Regions from separate parts of the Mus musculus genome. Here region 1 is linked to region 2. A link is a contact called in public Hi-C data. All regions are on one chromosome and are shown on one strand. The core of a region is the stretch at or near the end of the contact, and the rest is flanking DNA. Distances in the headings are between cores, read along the strand shown. Region 1 has its middle 20 kb from the start of St3gal5. Region 2 holds the start of 9130221F21Rik (RIKEN cDNA 9130221F21 gene).

Region 1 (3,791 bases), core at 12-2,511, 34 kb after region 2:
TCCTCTTCAAAATCTAGACTAATGAAGTGGGGCACAGGCAGAGACGGAGGTATCCAAGTATCACAACCAACACGGCTCAGATCATCCCCCTGACCCTCGCTCTCCAAGCCCAGGAGTCCTTTCTCCAAAGGATTGTCTCAGTCAATGTTGGGCTCTTTCTTGGACCCTCACATCAAGCCACCCACACGTAGGACAGAGATCTAGATGGCATATTCTAGTTGCTGCCAGTCATTTGGAGATTAGAATGCTTTATGGTGGTTGTTCAACCCTCGCTGCTCGATCCCTCAGAGAGTCCTCCTACCATTCTGGCTTGCCCCATCCCTGGATCAGTATGGCTACCTAGAGAAATTCATGGAGCCAAGTGCAAGGTAAAACTACAGGGTGTTGAAAAATGAATCCAGGGCTGGGAATGTAGGTCAGTTTATACAGTGCTTGCCTGACATGCAGGAAAAAACCCAGGATTCTACACACACACATACACCCCCCCCCAGCCATATGAACCAATCCTGATGGTGCATGGTTGGAATCTCAGCTCTCAGGAGGTGAAGGCAGGAAGATCAGAAGTTCAAGGGCAACCTTAAATATATAGTGAGTTTGAGGCCAGCAAGAGCACACCATTCAGCCAACTGTAGAGTCCTATTGATCACCAGGCCTTTCTAACTCATAGACCCTATGCATGCTGTTCAATCTCAACTGTCAACTTGCCAGAGACCTAGAATTACCTAGGAGATAAGCACCTGGGAATGCCTTTGGAAGATTATCTTGATCTCGTTAATTGAGATAAGAAGACTGACCCACTGTGGGACCAGTCTCTAGGCTGAGATCCTGGGCTGTGTGAAAGGGATAGATTGATCTTTACCCTCCCTCTGCTTCCTTTGATCTGCAAAGTGACCAGCTGCTGCCCAAACTCCCCCACTAATGCAGACTGTAACATGTGACTCAAAATAAACCCTTCCTCCCTTAGTGTGATCTCGTTGGGAGTATTTTAACACAGAACAGCAAAAAGTAAGAAGTTACAGACCATTCAGTCTTCCATTCTAATGACAAAGGTCGTCAAGACCCTGGCCAGCATCCTACTGATTAATAGCAAGTAGCAGAACACTCCTGTATTTATGGGCACAGAGGGGCTGATGTCAGCATCAGTTTGTCTTCAGATGCTGACATTCCACCTCATTTGCTGACATTCACCACAGCATAATTCAGTGTGGGAGGAGGAATACTCACCCCCACAAACTCTGTTGTTTTGCCTTTGGTCCTACCCATGTGGTTATATCCTTGTGGTCCACAAAGGACAACCAGAGTCAGTTTTTGGAAGGAATGGGGCTGGACTCTGTTAGTGGAAACTCTTTCTCAGAATTGTACGAGGCAAAACGATCTTCACAGACTTTATTTTTAGCAGATGTTCTTCACTGGCACAGTGAAACGCACTGTCCGTCAACATTCTAGTAACATAGTAAAGTGTGTATTTATAAAGATGCTCTAATGCGTTGCCATGGAGTAAAGGACCTCTGTTTCCGTGGGATGTCCTTCCGAAATGTGTGCTGATGTCAGCTCCCTTTTTCTGGATAGGACGAGGCAGCAGGGGAGGAGGGAAAGGAAGGGGTAGCTCGCTTCACTTGTGCTGAGTTTTCTTTTGGCTGGGCTCCTTTCTGTGGGAGATTAGAGGAGAAAAGTTGGCCACCAAGGAAGGCCATGGCCTCCCTCATAACCTTCTCAACTATACCAGCTACTTTACTCATTGCTATGACAAAAACCAACATTAAGAAAGGAGGAGTTCATCTTAGCTGATATGTTGAGAGGGTCCAGTCTGGCATGGTGGGAAAGGCAAGGTAGCCTGATACAGATGATCATGTTGGGTCCAGTCTGGAAGCAGAGAGCCAGGAGGGCCATGCTCAGCTCATTTCCCCTCTTCTCCAGCTTTACTCAATGTTGATTCCTAACCTTCATGTTCCCCACACCCAAAGGTGTGTCTCCTCAGCATTCTAAACCAGTCACATTGATAGTGAAGATTAATCACCATACCCTTCCTCCTCGTCCTCCTCCTCCTCTACGTATTTACCATTCTTCAGACCCATGAGTATGAGGGGTTGAGGCAAACACTGCACATGAGAATCCAAGGGAGAGACATAAGTGGATCATAGCAGAGCCTAATTACCATGGTGAACAAAAATGGCTTAAAACCAACTCATCCTTAGCATCAAAAATGGCAGGATTGATGCCACATATAAACAGCAAAAGGATGCTAATGGTTAGGATGCTAATGGTTAGGATGCTGATGGAATGAATCTCAGGATGCTGATGGTTAGGATGCTAGTGGTTAAGATATAGAAGTTAGAGAGCCTACACTAGGCTACCCAGATTCCCAATGTTTAGGCTGTCCATTTGTCCTGATCTCTGTCACTAAATATTTCTTGCTGCAAGAACCAGTTTGGGTGAGGCTGAGCTTTCATCAAAACTCACTGACGTGTCATTCCACATAAGACCGACCAAGCTCTCGGCATGGCCTCGGGCAAAAGACAGGCATGAGAGTAAGCTGAGGCAGCACAAATGGATGGCAACCCTGCCTTTAAACCTCCACTCACTCCCCCATGTACAAGGTCTTAAAGAGATGCTTTGTGGGAAGATCTTACGAGAGAAGACAATGATAGCAGTAGCATTCTGGAACCAAGAAAGAAAGCAAAGGAGGAGACACATGACTGAGCAAAGAACACAAGCCAAACCCCAAGCCACAGGCTCTTCAGAGGTAGAAGAGGGGCTGACCAGATGGTCAGTCAGTAAAGTATTCGCCTTTCAAGTATGAGGACCTGAGTTTAATCCCCACAATGCACGCAAGACATGTGTGCAAGACAGGTGTGGTACCACCTACTCATAGTCTCAGCTCTGGCAAGGTAGAGAAACAGAAGGATCCCTGAAGCTTGCTGGTCAGCCAGCTAGCCTGCTTGGTGACTTCCAGGCCAGTGAAAGACACAACAAAAACTCCAGCTTCCAAACAAGAAACAAAACAATAAAACCAACCAACGAGACTGGTGGTGCCTGAGGATCAACATTGGAATTTGTTCTTTGGTTACCACATGCATGCCTACGTGCACAAACACAGAGAGATAGAAGAGAGAGCCCCAAGGACTTTGGAACGTGGCAGGCAACAGATGGGTAGTTAACGTGGAGACGACTGGGAAGAGGTCTAGATGAGAGGTTAAGTGTGTAGAGGTTACTTTGAACACTTGGTGGGCCATCCATGGAGGACCAGCTGGACTTGTGCTCTCTGGTGCATTTCCTTCCCTTGGATACTGCCTTGTCTCAATTCAACAGAAGTCAGAACTCTACTCTTCGAGTGTGGGCTTGGACCGGAAGACAATGGAATCTAAGTTGCAGAGAGAGATCGAAGAGAAATATTGATTACTATACTCAGCAACTTCTAGCCCTTTCAGTGCTGGGGGTGGCAACGTGCTGGAAGCCCGATCCTTGCTTTCCAAGCAGGAGCTTAGAAGACCGTCTCTCTCTCTCTCTGGGGAGACTGAGCAGAAACCTAGAGATGCTGTTGCAGGGGACTTCCTCTAAGATAGGGTCAGACTGCATCCTGATTGAGAATGACATCTGCAAATGACTTGGGCATTTGGAAGAGGAACGTGAATATGCAGTGCAGGGGCTGGAGAGATGGTCCACTGTATATACCACTTGCCATATACACATGAGAGCCTTAGCACCCACATAAATGCTGGGTGGACTTGGCAGCCCAGCCTGCCTGTAATTCCAGCACTCTGAAGCTAGACACAGATCCCCCAGAGCAAGCT
Region 2 (3,377 bases), core at 27-2,526:
GATAACTAAGCATGTACATATATGAGCCTATGGAGGCCATTATCATTCAAACCACCACATCCTACTCCCTGGCCACCATAGGCTTGCAGCTGTCATCATAATGCAAAATGCATTTAGTCCAACTTCAAAAGTCTTTAATAGTCTAACATTCTTTAAAAGTCCAAAGTCTCTTAGACAGGAATTTTGATTGTGGGTTAGTAACCCTGTCCCTCCACGTGATGCCCTGTCTACCTACTGGAGGTGGATTCTTCCACTTATCTTTCCCCAGTGTTGGGCACTTTGGCTAAGGTTCACCCTCACTGAGTCCTGAGAGTGCCTCACCTCCCATGTCTCTGGTACTTTCTAGAGGGCATCCCCACCTCCCACTCCCCAAGGCTGCTTACTTCCATTCATTCCCTTTACCCTCTGGGCTTCTCTCCTGCCCCCCATATCTGACTCTATTCCCCCTTTCCCCTCACCCTGTCCCAGAATTGTTCCTGTCTAAAAGAACTACAGGAACAAAAATGGAGAAGAGACTGAAGGAAAGGAGGTCCAACTTGGGATCCATCTCATGAGGGGACACCAAGGCATGACACTACTGTTCTATGATATGCTTATAAATGGGAGCCTGGCATGGCTGTCCTCTGAGAGGTCCTGTCAGCAGCTGACTGAGACAAGAGCAGATACTTACACACCTAACATTGGACTGAAGTCAGGGATCCCTACGGTTCAATTAGGGGAAGAATAGCCCTGGCTGTTCTAGAACTCACTCTGTAGATCAGGCTGGCTTCAAGCTCACAGAGATCTACTTGAGTCTGCTCCACAAGTGCTGGGATTAAAGGTGTGAATTACTATTTCAGGTCATCAACTCAGTCTCTTAATTATAATTCCTTGTAAAAGCAAAGTCAAATGAGAAACTTCCAACAAACAATGGCACAGAATGAACATTCCTCCCAGTCTAAAGAGGAAGAAAGGAGGTGTAGTGAGGAAATATCAGATCAATGAAAAGACCAAAAATCAGCAGTGCACACTCAAAATTTTTGCATTTCCATGTCTTATGTCAAAGACCTCCAACTCCTTTTAGTTTTCTTAACTGAAGCACACTTCTCCTTCTTGGGCTGGTTCCATACCTGGTCTGCAACTCTCCTCAGTGGGTAATTCAGGGTTTTGGTATCTCCAACATCTTGGGGTCTCCAATCCAATCCAGGTTTTATCTTCACATCTTTGAGAGATGGCCTCTCCCCCAGGGACTCTGCATCGGTACCCCCAACCTATTCTCACTTTTGCAACTACACTGTAACCCCTACTGTCGCAGGATACTGATGCTCCTCCCAAGAGAATGTTTGATGGGGTTGTACCTTGGGACTTACTCCATGCGTTTATGGCCTGGTTAGTAAATACAATTGAGGGATTTTGTGTTCTAGTACGGTTTATTCCTAGAATGACTTATTACTCTGGGGAGGGTGTCATCAACCAGCTAGCACCTCCAAACAGTCTAGTTAAAAGGGTGGCCATTTCTGCTGTGTTACTAGGTCCTCTACATGACATAGAGCTGGCTGGAGCTGCTAATATAGGGGTCTCAGAAACATCTTATGGATTCAAGATGGCCCATTACTGAAAAGGGGGAATAATAAGGCTAGGCTGATTCCATGATTGGCTGCACACTGGCAGTTAAGCAGATTAGCTCTAAATCTCTGTTTCCAAGAACTGGGCAAGTCCAGGCCTCAGAAGCTGCCCTGCCACCTGGCCTGAGGCAAGGACAAATGGGTCAGCAACAGTTTCCAGACCTCCCGAACAAGTTTCCACCCCAGTAACGGAATGTCCATAGAGATGGACCCAACAGATTAACCTACCCCAGAATTTCCAAATACACTTTAAATCAGGCCTGCAAGCTCACTAGGTTGTCTCTCTGTTCTGGTAACAAGAGACCCCAGCTTGCTGCACTTCTGCATAATAAAACACTCTTTGCATTTACATTCTATTTGAGTCTGGGGTATCATTCTTCGGTGAATCATGGACCCTTTCAAGGACTTGCCTCCATCCCACTTCCTGGTGCCCTCTTTCTCCTTAAACTATACATTTTGTATTTTTCCTTGATTATTTTTCTCCTTTTCATTATAGATCTGCATAAGAGTAAACGCTAATAGTCAAACAACACAGTCAATACTAAGCTGTCTGGAAATCTCTGCCAAGGATTCTCTGTTAATCCATAACTCTTCACTTTAGCCTTAGGCAGACTTTTTTCTTCTTAAACAAGAGCAGAAAATAGCCATATTCTTCACAAAAATATCACAGGGAAGATCTCTAGGCCAAGTATTAATATTCTTACCTGAAACCCCTTGAGCCATTGCCCCCTGCTTAGGTCAAACCACCGTCAGCACCATTGTCTTCCATGTTCCTCCTAGTATGGCCCATTAAGCCCTGCTTAAAGCATTAAGCTGCTTTCCTGATCTAAAGTTCCCAGTCTACATTCCTGCAAACAAAAGCATGGTCAGGCCTATCACAGCAATACCCTATTCCCTGGTACCAACATCTGTCTTAGTTAGGGTTTCTATTGCTGTGAAGAAGCACCATGACCATGGCTTATCTTATAAAGAAAAACATTAGATTCTAGTCATAGAGTGAGGCTAGGGATGCTTCAAAGCACCCCACAGCACACAGGACAGCCACCATCATGTAATTACTTCACCGAAAATGTCAATGCTGCCCAAGTCAAGAAAACTCACTCACTAAAAATCTTCCCAGGAGACATGGGGTGTGGGTATGACTACACACTAATTTGATTATCTCTTATTTGGCCTACAGACAAAGTTTGTTTGCCAAAAATTAATGAATAAGAATGAACATTGCTCAGCACACTGAGGCGTGTCTTAGCTTAACACAGAAGGCCCTGGGATGCTTTGGTACGCATGCTTCTGCGTGTGAGATCGGGAAGACGCCACTCATTTGCCTGCTTTCTCCAGCCCTTTACTGACTTGGATCAAAGGCTGACCAAGTATTGAGAGCAAAGGCAGGCATGGTACAGTTTAAAATAAACATATTTTAATTCTGCATCCCATTTGAGTCTAGGTTTTCATCACTTGAACATATCATACAGGGACAGAGGGGCATGCTGACCTGAAAGCTCTAGAGACCCAAACACAGGGCTGATAGTCACTTCCCAGCACTGTGTTTCAGGCTGGGATCCTTTCCCAGGCCTGCAGGGTAGAGCCTATGTAGTCAGCCTTTGGCATCTCCTCAACAGGGCTTTTCTTGCCTTGAATGGATGAGTGAAAAACTGCTTACTTGACAGACAGAAAAAGGAAAAAGAAGATTAAAAATGTTTGAAAAGTCACCCTGTTGTTTGACTTGAAAAATCTCACAGAACTGTTCAGGAGTGGGAGCAGTGGCCGGAGAGG

What was found. Hi-C and Micro-C count contacts between places; a contact is called where the count stands out from the background.
Region 1: a Hi-C map of uterus shows a contact between it and region 2. The contact joins the enhancer-like site here to the promoter of 9130221F21Rik in region 2. A contact is called at or near these places in 7 of 484 Hi-C or Micro-C datasets (bone marrow-derived macrophages, conventional dendritic cells, forebrain and 3 more), 3 of 115 datasets of contacts at active chromatin or transcription factors (bone marrow-derived dendritic cells, embryonic fibroblasts and embryonic stem cells) and 2 of 9 other capture datasets (bone marrow-derived macrophages and embryonic stem cells).

The regions. Positions count from the first base shown.
Region 1 is chr6:72,075,265-72,079,055 of GRCm38.p6, forward strand. No RefSeq gene overlaps it. Among named protein-coding and RNA genes, the nearest start is that of St3gal5, 20 kb to the right of the region's middle. Within about 2 kb of position 1,262, at least 14 of the 459 cell types and tissues checked have an H3K27ac peak or open chromatin away from gene starts, as enhancers often do. A contact at or near this core is called in uterus, where this site is marked.
Region 2 is chr6:72,041,252-72,044,628 of GRCm38.p6, forward strand. It overlaps 9130221F21Rik (RIKEN cDNA 9130221F21 gene), which reads right to left and starts at 1,277. Exons shown (of 3, transcript NR_046180.1): 1 at 1,110-1,277.